Regions from separate parts of the Sus scrofa genome. Here region 1 is linked to region 2. Evidence: chromatin contacts called from public HiChIP or PLAC-seq data. All regions are on one chromosome and are shown on one strand. Each heading gives the region's core, a stretch centred on a gene start, on an enhancer-like site or on the middle of the called end of the contact. The rest is flanking DNA. Distances are from core to core; before and after follow the strand shown.

Region 1 (6,299 bases), core at 1,176-3,675, 69 kb before region 2:
AAGACTTTAAGCAGGGGGGTCATTTTATGACGTTTGCAATTGAGAGATTGCTCTGACTGGGATGTGCAGGAGCAAATCTTACCAGTATCCATGAGGATGCAGGTTCGATCCCTGGCCTCGCTCAAGGGGTTAAAGATCTGGCGTTGCGGTGAGCTGTGGTGTAGGTCACAGATTCGGCTTGGATCTGGCATTGCGGTGGCTCTGGCGTAGGCTGGCAGCTACAGCTCTGATTCAACCCCTAGCCTGGGAACCTGCATATGCTGAGGGTGTGGCCCTAAAAAAGCAAAAAAAGAAAAAAAAAGAAACATCACTGCTTTGTTTGAGATCGCTGCATGTACTAAATTACAATGGATTGCACAAAACTAGATATTCTGAATAAAGCACTTTTTCATCATCTTTGTAAATGTTGGACTATGTGTCTCTGCTACGGAGGAAGAATACTAACTCAGATAGTCAGTGTGGGAGCATGGGCTTCGATGCCTTCTTTGATTTGGCCACTGATTTACATTTGTGGCTTAAGGGCTCCAGAGAGTAATTCCCTACAGGCCTTGTTTTATTATGTATATATTGCTTGCTTGCTGCCTCTGTGTGTTCACGGAGTTCATTCTTCGACTGCGTGAACAAAAACCAAAAATTTTTTGTTTTGTTTTCCTGTATTGTTGTTTTTGGCCACGCCTGGGCTGGGGACTGAACCCACGCCATAGCAGAAACTGAAGCCACTGCAGTGACAAGCTGTATCCTGAACCCACTGTGTCACAAGGGAACTCCACCACTGGTGGGATTTTAACCCTGGGATGTTTTTGTGGTCTGTGCTCGCTCACACCCATCGCCAGCCTCTCTCCCCTTTGTGCCAGCTTCTGAGGGCACTGCGGGTGCACGTGTCGTCTTTCTGAACAAAATAGTCCAGGCTTTTCAAGGACACAGCTAATTAAAATCAACACACGCAGAGTTCCAACCTTCTTCCTGTGGGAATTGAGCAGGACCCTAGGGGGCCTTCCTGGAGCTGGCGGGGGGAGACCCCTCCCCCACATCCCTTTCTTGACACCTCTCTGAAGTACCCAGATAATAGTATTTCATGCATATTTCCTGAGTTTTTCGGATGCTAAAAACCACCACCAAATGGAAGACATTAACTACCCAATGACTTTTAGCACGTAGACCCCAGGCCTTCAGGAGCCTCAGGATAGAAAAAATGAACCCCTGTGACACAACCATGAAACCTCACCAGCAGCCAATCAGAGACCTGCGCATGAGTGATCACATCCCAAGGGACACTCCCCCCATATGCCACACCCATGACACAAGGAAATTCCCAGGCTGGGGTCAAATCAGAACTGCAGCTGCCCCTCTATGCCACAGCAAGGCTAGATCCGAGCTGTGTCTGCAACCTACACCACAGCTCAAGGCAATGCCAAATGGATCTTTAAACCCACTGAGCCAGGCAAGGGGTGAAACTCACAATGTCATGGTTAAGAGTCGGATTTGTTTTTGCTGCACCACAGTAGGAACTCCCCCCTCCCCCTGTAAAGATGCCTTGCTGAAACCCTTTCATGGAGGTTGGGGTCTGGGGGGCATGAGCCCCTGCATCTCCTTGCATGACCCTGCATTAACCTTTCTCTGCTTCCATGTGTTGGATTGTTTGGTCTTACTGTGTGCTGGGCTCACAAATTTGAGTTTAGTGACACTATGGCAGGACAGGCCTCAGGGAGGTTCATCTTCTACAGCGACAAACAGCCCTGCACCCAGAAGGGCCCCCACGCTAGGTTTAACATGCTGCTGTCGCCATCTCAAGATACTTAATTTTTAAAAAATGTTTATGCTTTTTCGGGCTGCACCTGCAGCATATGAAATTTCCCAGGGTAGGGGTCGAATCGGAGCTGCAGCTGCCAGCCTACATCACAGCCACAGCAACACTGGATTCTAGCCGTATCTGTGACTTATGCCACAGCTCACGACACCACCAGATCCTTAACCCATTGAGCGAAGCCAAGGATCAAACCTGAATCCTCATGAAGACGAGTTGTATTCTTAACCTATTAAGCACAATGGGAACTCCGAGATCCTTAATTTTTGAAGGCGTGGCCTCACATTTTCATTTTGCATCCTGCCCCACCAATTATGGAAGGGGTCCTGCTTCTAAGCCATCTATGGATGCTAGTCTTCAGATTAATCTTTAAACCCTCAAACAAAATGACCCAGGGACTTGAGGAATCGCATTAAAATTAGCTACAGACTGTCATCGCGTGTCCAGAGACACAGTGAGAGGGTTTTCCTCAGGCTGGGCCAACAGACCCTTCTCAGGCCTGCCTCTCCCCAGCGGCTCTGGAGCAAGAGCTCTGGACCATGGCCAGAAAAATCCTTCAGCTCCATGGAAGAGGATGCGAGCCTTCTTGACTTTTGCAGAGTCAAACACTTGAAGGAACTTCAGGAAGAAAGCCCTTGGTACAAGGTAAACCTAGCTGGCCCATCAGCCAGCCCCCCGCTCCTTCTTATTTCCATGATTCTTAGCATGTTTATTCTCATCTTGCCAGTGGCCAAAGGACACGTTTAAATTTCTTATTTCCCCGAGGGAGCCCGGAGAGAGGCACCAGGCACCTAATACAGGAAATCATGTGAAGAGGAGCTTGTATTTAATACGGTTCCCATATTACTTCCCTTCCCCCGGCCTCCGCCCCCACGTCCAGCCACACTGAGGCTCTTCCTGCAGCAGAAAATAGAAGGCAGGTCACCTCTGCTCCCTGAGGTCCCTGTGAGCCCGAGGAGCTCAGGTCTGACCTGGGGAAACCCCACCCTCCCCGCCGGGGCCGTGGGATTGAATGGGAGGCCTTTAAGTTTCACTGCCTGCTGGGAAGCTTTTCGGTCCAGGGTTAAATTTCAGGAGCCTGCACAGCACCGAAGAGAAAGGTAGGTCTGCTGCCCTTTTCTCTTTGGTTCATTTGTTGAAGCAGACGCGTGTGTCCATATGGTTTTTTCTAGTTGGCTGCATGCTTTTCACCTGCGTGTCTGGTGGACATGCACTCGTTTACAGGACCGTGAAGAAACACAGTGAGAGGGGAGGTGGACTTTGGGTCACCTTTGGAGAAAGATTTGTACCTCTTTGGAGAAAGAATGCCAAGCAGCCTAGGACAGGGAACCTGAGGCTGATTGTTTTTTGCTTGGGAAGACAGATCCCATCAGAAGCTGCATTCGGGGGCTTCTAAGAGAAAAAAGGGGACCGTCTTCTTTTCTTTTTCAACAAGGTAGATGTAGCTACGGGTCTTGATTTTTTTTTTTTTTAATTTTTCTGAGTCTTTCAGTTAAAGGATTTTCTAACAGGGAATATAAATCGTTGTTTCTAATTTCGGCTCCTGTCAGTCAAAAACATTGAAGGCTCCCTGTGTTCAGGTGGACTGCCTTGTGATTTTCCAGAATTTGTTATGAAATAATCATTCTCTCTGAAGTGTCCTGAAACGAGACGCAAGTAGTGACAAGGTCTTTCAAGTGAGGATGGAGATGGCTGATTGTCTTTATTCTCTTGTGGTCATTATCTACAGGGATTTTGCTTTTTTCCAGTTATTATTGGGGCTCGAGATGAAGTGTTCGAGGAGATGCAGAGCTGTGGGGGGTGTCTAGGCTGATTCAAATAATGCTACATGTTTCTCTGATTTTAAAAAGCCTCTTAGGATTTATTGTTTCACTTTTGACCTCACAAGCGACCTTTCCTCTGGGAGAAATGTTTTAGAGCAACTCCATACCAGTCAATTTGCACCTGTTTCTTGGCGTGTTGACTGTTCTTTCCTAACTTATTTAGTTCAGATGCTCAAAATTTCTTGCCATTTCTGTATCATACCCCAGCCCTGTCTCCTTCCATCCCGCCCTCCACACCCTGCTACATGGTTCTTTGGAAAATGCAATTCTAATCATGTCTGATCCTGAAATATCTCCATTGCACCCCATGGCTTACAGCCTAAAAGGTACGAGGGGTCCAGGTGCATCAGGCATCATTGGGCAGCTTGTTAGAGATGCAGGTTCGCTATCACCTTCTCAGATCTTCTCAGACTTAACTGAATCTGCACCTTAACCAGATCCCTGGGTGATGCATTCATATGCACTTTAAAGTTTGTGAAGCCCAGGGAGTTCCTGTCGTGGCTCAGTGGTTGACAAATCCAACTAGGAACCAGGAGGTTGCAGGTTCGACCCCCGGCCTTGCTCAGTGGGTTAGGATCCAGCGTTGCCGTAAGCTGTAGTGTAGGTTGCAGAAGCGGCTCGGATCCCGTGTTGCCATGGCTCTGGTGTAGGCCAGCAGCAACAGCTCCGATTCAATCCCTAGCCTGGGAACCTCCATATGCCGTGGGTGCGGCCCTAGAAAAAGCAAAAAGACAAAAAAGACAAAAAAAAAAAAAAAAAAAAAAAGTTCGTGAAGCCCAAAGCCCCCAAGACTTAAGGAGGCTAGACCTGACCTTGAGTCTTCAAGATCTGCTCCTTATCAGCCTGTCCAGCCTCCTCTCAGCCCCTGACTTTCCAGCTCTACCCAAACACTTCCATTTCCCTAAGACCCCAGAGCTCTGATGCCCACCTATGTCTCTGGGTGCTGTGCCCTGTGACCCCGATAACTTCATTCATCTTCTCCACCTGAGTACCCACTGCTGCCAGACTGTTCCCCCCCCCCCAGTCTGCCTTATACTAAGTGACCCTCAAGTCCGTGGTTTTATGGCACTTAGCGAAATGCTTCTATCATAGCCCTTAGTTTATTAAGTGATGGTTGCTAGGTTTATTTTCATCCTTGAGGAGTTTCTGCTCACTGATTTCTGAAACCATAACCCTTAGACCAATGCCAGGGGCATAGCTTGTGCTCAGTATTTCTGAATTCATGAATGAACGAATGGATGAATCCATGAATGGATATGTTGAGCAAAGAACCCCCAGTCGCCGCCAGATTGAGAGCTATATAGTTTGAAGTTTTTCAAGGAGCGTGCCAATCTCTGTATCATTTTCCCACATGAGATTTGACGGATTCATTTTGTTCACCAACTATTTTGAGGACCTATCCGGTGCCATGCCTTTTAGAATCTACTTCTTTTTTTCCAGGCCGCAGAAGTTTGCGGGCCGGAAATCGAACCCACACCACAGCAGTGACAATGCTGGATCCTTAACCTCCTGCGCCACCAGGGAACTCCTAGAATCTATTTCTTTATGTCGCTGTGGATAGTGTCTCCTGTGAGGTGTTTCTCTCTCAGTGCCCCTCATTCTCCAAGTCAGAGACTTACTCATTTTTCAGCAAAAACATAATGAACACCTTCCACATACCAGGTACAGCACTACGTGCTAGGAATACGATGACGAAGGACACAAATGTGTGTCTTGCCTCTGTGCAGATAGAAAATGGATGTTTTTTTTTTTGGCCACCCATATGGTATGTGGAGATTCCACTGCTGTACCACAGCAGTGACCCAAGCCACACCAGTGACAACAGCAGATCCTTAACCTGTCAGACCACCAGGGAACTTGGAGGATGTGCTTTTTTTTTTTTTTTTTTTTTTTTTTAATCCTCCTCTCTTGCTTCTCCTCAAAAAGCCTGAAAGAAAGAAAGGGAAAAAGTAGCCTGAAAGAAAATTAAATATCTTATCTCTAACGAAAGCTGGCACCTCCATGTAAAGAAAGCAGGAGCTTGAAGGCAGAGTGATTTAGTAGGAAGAAAGCTGGGCTGTGCTTCAGCGCTGCGATATAGTCCAGCACCTGCAACTCCCTTGCCAGGAGGAGGGCTGGCCCCATCTGTTCTCTGGACCTTAATTTTCTCAGGCGGTGCCCAAGACAGAGAGCTGTAAGGCGAAGAAGCCCCTGGCTTCCTGAGTGTCCAGGGACGATACCCTCCAGGGACTGTCAGCCTTCCCGACTGTCATGCTACGTGAGGATTTGAAGGGCAGGGCTCTGTCGTTCCCTGAGGCCACCTGGCAAAGAGGAGATGGAAGGGAGTCATGTCATGACTGAGCCCCTGTGCTCAGCTGTGACATGAATGTCATCCTTTGCCACTTTCCATCAAACACCATGTGGCAGAGGCTGCCAGGGAGCAGTGCCCTGCAACTAAGCAGAATCCACTTGGCGTGCCTTGGTGGGTGGAGAGCTGGTTCGAAGTAGGGCAGCTGAGGAGGGAGGCAGTGTCATCCTCAGGCCGTCTCTGCTTCTGGAAAGCAGCCAGGGAAGGGAGGGAAGTAGCTCCACCAAGGAGTGCAGGAAAAATCTAGAAACCTTAGAGACAGACAGCCAAAAGGAGATCCCTGACCCTCACTGCGGCATGGCTGCGACTACCCTTGGGCTCTTTT
Region 2 (6,276 bases), core at 3,487-5,986:
GAGCTCCAGGCCAGCTGGGCACGTGGGTTCACAGCCCCACCAGAGAGCATAGGCATTGGGTGTGTACGTTACTTTCCATAAATTAAGAAACGGAGGCTTAGGATGAACCAATGACTATTCCAAATAGAAAGAAGAGAAGGTGCAGGGCTCCAGTTTTTGGTGTCACTCTAGCCTCTGCCTTTATGGAACCCCAGGCCCCCTGACCTGGCACCCCCCAACTCTTTCTACCTCCTCATGTCTGGGAGGCCAAGGGTCCTGATCACCTTCACCAGGGGACAGCTCGGAGGCTGCCTTGCCTTCAGGATGTCTTCCCTTCATTTTTCCCAGTGATGACAGGGCTTACAATTAAAAGTAAATTATTCTCACAAAGAGTCATGGATCTTCACTAAACAGAGCCGGCAGGTGAGGCCAGAGTCATGGAAGCAGCACTTGGCAAAGATGTCCATGTCAGTTTCAGATAATCACCATGAAGATTCAGGAAATAGTTAAGGCAGTTTCTGTCATGGTTCAGTGGTAACAAACCTGACTAGTATCCATGAGGATGCGGGTTCAATCCCTGGCCTCGTTCAGTGGGCTAAAGGGTCCATCTTTGCCGTGAGCTGTGGTGTAGGTCGCAGACACAGCTCGGATCCTGCGTTGCTGTGGCTGTGGCGTAGGCTGGTGGCTACAGCTCTGATTGGACCCCTAGCCTAGGAACTTCCATATGCTGTGGGTACAACCCTAAAAAGACAAAAGAAAAGAAAATAGTTAAAACAGCACAGGAATCTATACCCAATCACCTGTGATAGAACATGATAGAAGATAATATGAGAAAAAGAATTATACGTATGTATAGCTGGGTCACTTTGCTGTACAGCAGAATTTGACAAAACATTGTAAATCAACTACAATAAAAAACAAAAAAAAATGCAGAACAGAAAAAAAAAAATTAGTTAAAAAGCAATGTTTCTCAAGATGGCCTCATGGCCAGTGATGTGCTCTTTAAAAAAGCAGTTTCTGGAGTTCTCCTCTGGCAAAACAGGTTAAGGATCCGATGTCGTCACTTTAGCAGGTTGGGTTGCTGTTGTGGTGCAAGTTCAATCCCTGGCCCAGGGAAATCTTGCATGCCTGCTGGCACAGCCAAAAAAGGGGGGGGGGCAGTTTTCTTCCCTCCCACCCAAAATCTCACTAAACTGAATTGGAGAAGGGAAAGGATTTAAAACGTTCTGCAGGAGAGGACTGAAACATACCTCGGTTTTTAACTACAACTGCCAGCAGCAGGGCTTTAATTCTTTAATGCCCCCTGGACAATGAGGGAATGAGGAGTTCCTGTTGTGGCCCAGTGATAACCAACCCGACTAGTATCCAAGAGGACTCAGGTTCCATCCCTGGCCTCGCTCAGTGGGTTAAGGATCCGGCATTGCCATGAGCTGTGGTGTAGGTTTCAGATGAGGCTCGGATTCTGCGTTGCTGTGGCTGTGGTGTAGGCAGGCAGCTACAGCTCCGATTCGACCCCTAGCCTGGGAACATCCATATGCCAAGGGAGCAGCCCTAGAAAAAAAGGCAAAAAAAAAAGGGGGGGGGGGAAGAAAATGTAGGGAATGACGTCTTGGCCTGGGAGAGCTGCCCAATCGTGCCCACTTGTAGTCACCTTCTCTTGCATGGACAGAGGAAGCTTCCTGGTGGCTTACAATTAAATTGTAATTGTAAGTCCCAAAGCGGATGGAGGCAGGAAGGCAGTGGGAGAACCTTTCCTTCTGCCCCAACACAGAGCCTGAGCAGCTCCAGAGGAAGCCAGGCAGGAACCAGCCCTATACATTGACTCTGTGATTTCTAGGTTCCTGGGCTTTTCCATAGAACTCAGATAACATCACTGCAAACAGAGTGGCACCTGGGCTTTGAAAACTCCAATCCCCATCCATCATCCTGCTCTTTGTTTCTTTGAGAACCCTTATGAACTATCACGTATGGGTTCCTCCACACTTTCTATGGCTGTTGATACCAGTCGTTGAAAAGAAGGAGGGGACAGAGGAGGCAATAGAGTAAGAAAGAGAAAAGGTATTCGTCAGGAGCGACTGCGTCACTGAGAACAACCCTCAGTTTCCCCACAGTTTCCCACGGCATCTCCCAACAAGACGATGAGGTGCATGTATGGGCAAGTACAGACCTAGGAGGCAGACTATCTGGGTTTGAGTCTTAATTCTGCCATTTTGAAGCTGTGTGACCTTAGGCAAGTTAATTGACCTCTCTGTGCCGGTGTTTTCTCATTTGTGAAATGTGTCAAATAACAGCATCTATGCCATAGATTGTCAGGAGGATTAAACAAATGAGCACACACCACATACTAAACAGCACCCGGCACAGGGTGTTGAAGATGTTTTAGGAATTATTGTTGTTATCGTTATGAAGTGAGATAACTAGAAGAAAAATGGTAGTGCCCACGGATGGCAGAATGAGCTCTGTTTGGGTGGCATTCATCGGTGCATGGAGGTGATGGCAAAGCCCACATCCTGGAGGACAGGCGTTATTTGGCCCTTCTGATGAGCCTTGAGGAAGTCTGCGCTGGGAAATACATCAGAGGAAAACTCACTTAGAGGCAGGGATGATCTAGGAATACCAGGTCAGGTCAAGGGGAGGTTATAAACTACAGAGCTGGCAGTGAACTCAGCAGCAGAGCCAATTAACGTCACCTCTTAAACAAAGAAGCCACATAATGACCAGAGCTGAGCTTATGGAGATAAGGTAAGTGGCAGGATGCAGACAGGGGAGTCCATGGTCATGATGCTCTCAGAACAGTGTGATGCCTGACCCAGACTAGCCCTTACCATGTCATTAACCCCCTTCCAGTGTTTTACATTTATTAACCATTTGATCCTCTCAACAACTCCATGAGGTAAGCTACATTTATCCCTATATGATAGGTGGGTCCCGCGACACAGAGCGGTTAAGTCACTTGCCCAAGGTCACACAGCCATTTTAGGGCAGAGCTAAGCTCTGGATTCAATGTCTGCGGTGTCTTTACCCTTAACTATCGGTCTATACGATCGCGCATTTATTAAGAGTGTACCGTGTTCCATGTTGCAATTCGTTTAATTCTCATAGTACTTCCACGAGGTCAGCACTACTGTTCCATTTTACAGAAAGAAAAGCGAGGCTCAGAGAGGATAAGTAACATCCTCAAGGTCACATAGCTAGTAAGGGGCACAGCTCTGTACCCAGGCAGGCTGGCTTCACAGCTGACTCTCACAGCCCCTGCTTCAGGAGGCATCTGTAAAACCATCCAGGAGAAAAAGGGCCAGAGGAGGAGAAAATAACTTTAAGCGAGCACCATCTAAACAGCCCTAATGCCGCAGGAATATTGGGGTGGGGACAGGCCTAGGGCGGAGGAGAGGTCGTGAGACTCAACTAAAAGGTCACTGGAATGACTCAGGGTTCAAGTTCTAGCACAGTGGAGAACACCATTCTTCATATTTTTTCGACAGGCCTCATGCTGCAGGAACTCTGAGAAACGCAGATAGGCTGATATCTTCCGCTCCTGAAACTAGAAACTGGTCTATAAAAAAATCCGGGCCCAAGTCACACCAGAGGCCAACCTATTTCATCTTCCTGACGGGCTTCGATTGTGGGCAGTCCCCATCCCCAGGGCACAAGGCGCTGACCCCAAATCCGCAGCCCTCTGCTTCGCTCGAACATTCTGGGACAATGAGAGCAGAAAGCCATTGTGAAAAGATGTCTCTGACACGCACTGACAATTGTCTCAAATGTTCTTTCAGCTTCTCCGTGAGCAGGAACTAGCAGGGGAAGACCCAGCGAGGCAAAAACGAGCCGGTACGTAACCCTTTGCTGGGCCATCTTTTCGAGTAAGTCCCCTCAGAGGTTCTCTGTTGTAACGTTTGGAAACAGCGGGATCCACATAATTCAGTCTCAGAGTGCATCAGGGTTCAATTTCCAGAAGTAACTGTAACAGAATTCCATTCTCTATGAAAGGACATTCAGCGGATCTTATCAACACCTTCAATTCCCGTGTCCCTCCCATTATGATCATCGGATCCTGAAATTTTCCTGGGGCCCTTCCCTCACTTCTCTGCTCTCAACCCCGCAGACTTGCCTTTTGCCTTAAAAACAAACAAACAAAAAAAAACTCTCACTCAGCACTTTATCTTATAGATCAACTTAACCTCTAGACTCAAGTCTTCCTCTGCCTCCCACTCCTGCTTTCCCACTAAATTCCAAAGCCACGATCTGGAAAATACAGAGCTCTGCCCTTTGGAGGGCTGGGGGCAGGCGAGAGCTGTGAACACAGCGCAAAGTCATCCTCAGCCTCCGCTCCCATGTGGGGGACCCTGGGCTGCTGAGTACATCTGTAGGCTGCGTTTTCCCAGGACCAGGTCCTCCTCCGTCCATCACAGCAATGTTGCAAAAGCATCTGTTTGATTCTGTCATTTCCCTGCATAAAATCCTTCAGGGGCTCCCAGTTGCCTCGGAGATGAAATCAGATTATCCACTCAAATCTCATGGGACCCTAAGTGCTTGCCCTCATATGTCCTTCTATGGCTTTTCGCTTAGAGGATGCCCTGCCCACCATCCATCCCCCTTTGCTTGTCTGGGGGTTCATCTCACACAGGCTCCTGCCCTGGAGGGCCCTCCATCAATTCCCCAGACGGGGAGGGACTGCTCTCCCAGGTTCCCATTACCCGCCATACATCCTCCCAGCCCAACATCCGTCCCAGCGCAAATAATCCTTTGACTTCCTGTTTGCCGCTCCCAAGAGACATGAGCTCCCTTGACCCTCTTCCTCTTGGCAGCCTGGACTGTAGCCTGAGTCTCCAGTGATGAGGGAACAAATAAAGAGAATGCCGGTCTCTGTCATCGCTGCCTCTGTGTGAGATCAGAGGCGAACTCACTTTTCCTAAGGGTCTGCTGCCTGAGGGGCTGGACCAACCATCTAGAAACTTTTTTTTTTTCCTTCTGTCTTTTTAGGGCTGCCCCTGGGGCATATAGAGGTTCCCAGGCTAGGAGTTGAATTGGAGCTGCAGCTGCCCCCCCAGCCACAGTAATGCCAGATCCGAGCCACGTCTGTAACCTACACCACAGCTCACAGCAAGGCTGGATCCTTAACCCACTGAGCGAGGCCAGGGATCTAACCCGTATCTTCATGGATACTAGTCAGGTTCTTTTCTGCTGAGCCGCAGTAGGAACCCCTAGAAACTTCTTAACCTGTAGCATTGTGGCGGAATCATTTTCCAGGCGTGTTGTGACTTGATCTGTTCAGTCTTGGGGGTCAAAAAGAGACAGTAGGCTGTCAGAGGGAGCAGGCTTGCCCCCAAGGCAGGATAAAGGTTTCTGGTAGAACTCTTCCCGAGGCAGGAACCCGTTCCCAGTGTTGCCTGATGCTTGAAATGAAAATTCAACCACATTGTATTAAGCTCTGGAAATGCTCCCCGGAAGCTCATTCCATTGGTCATTTCCCCTTCCGTTCTTTCTTTTTCTTTTTTTTCTATTTTAGCCTGTGTTATACGCTAGGGGACCCTCCCCACTCCCTTCCCTGAAGTGGTCTATGGCATAGACTTCACTGCCTGTGCTTTAAAAATGAGCATCTTCCCCTCTACCCAGTCCCTGACAATCCATTGAACCCCCTGTCCCCATGACAGGAACAGGGTCGGCTGTGTCCCCATTCAGTGTTTTGAAAGGCTTTTCTTCCTCAAATCAAACTTCCAGCTCCCAGCTTCTGCCAGCTTCTTCTAGGCTTCAGATTGCCAACTTCTTCAGGGGCACCTGATGACTCTACAGCTGTAAAAGTCACATCTTCCTGCATCTCCAGGTCCTGTCATTTGTCATCCATGATGACAATATGGGAGGTTAGCCCTTGGAAAGGAAATCACCTCTACATCTAAGGATTTGACATGCGAAAATTTTTCTAGACATGCTTCCGTTTAAAAAAATCATGACGATAATAATCATCATGAAAACGTGTTTTCTATTTTTTTATACATGGTCCTCTGTGCTCTTGGGCCTCTAGAGTCATTTTGGAAGTGTTAGTGGCTCAGCCCATCATCCGCAGAAGAGAGATTGGCCTTGATACTTTTACAAAATCACCAAAGTAAGAAATGATCATGGAGGAGTTCCCATTGTGGCTCAAGGGTAATGAGCCTGACTAGTATCCGTGAGGACGTGGGTTCGATCCCCGGCCTCGATCAGTGGGTTAAGGATCCAGCATGGCCATGAACTGTGGTATAGGTCGGCAGTTGCAGCTCCAATTCAGCCCCTAGCCTGGGAACTTCCACATGCCACTGGCCC

What was found. HiChIP or PLAC-seq counts read pairs in DNA pulled down with a chosen protein or histone mark.
Region 1: an H3K27ac HiChIP or PLAC-seq map of skeletal muscle shows a contact between it and region 2, with 7 times the contacts expected there. The contact joins the promoter of ADGRF5 here to the enhancer-like site in region 2. A contact is called at or near these places in 1 of 5 promoter capture datasets (liver), 6 of 47 Hi-C or Micro-C datasets (heart right ventricle, liver, psoas muscle and 1 more) and 1 of 2 datasets of contacts at active chromatin or transcription factors (skeletal muscle).

Annotation. Positions count from the first base shown.
Region 1 is chr7:41,765,548-41,771,846 of Sscrofa11.1, reverse strand. It overlaps ADGRF5 (adhesion G protein-coupled receptor F5), which reads left to right and starts at 2,425. Exons shown (of 22, transcript XM_013978015.2): 1 at 2,425-2,449.
Region 2 is chr7:41,698,476-41,704,751 of Sscrofa11.1, reverse strand. It overlaps ADGRF5 (adhesion G protein-coupled receptor F5), which reads left to right. Exons shown (of 22, transcript XM_013978015.2): 3 at 3,753-3,807. Among named protein-coding and RNA genes, the nearest start is that of ADGRF5, 68 kb to the left of the region's middle. Within about 2 kb of position 4,736, at least 4 of the 83 cell types and tissues checked have an H3K27ac peak or open chromatin away from gene starts, as enhancers often do. A contact at or near this core is called in skeletal muscle, where this site is marked.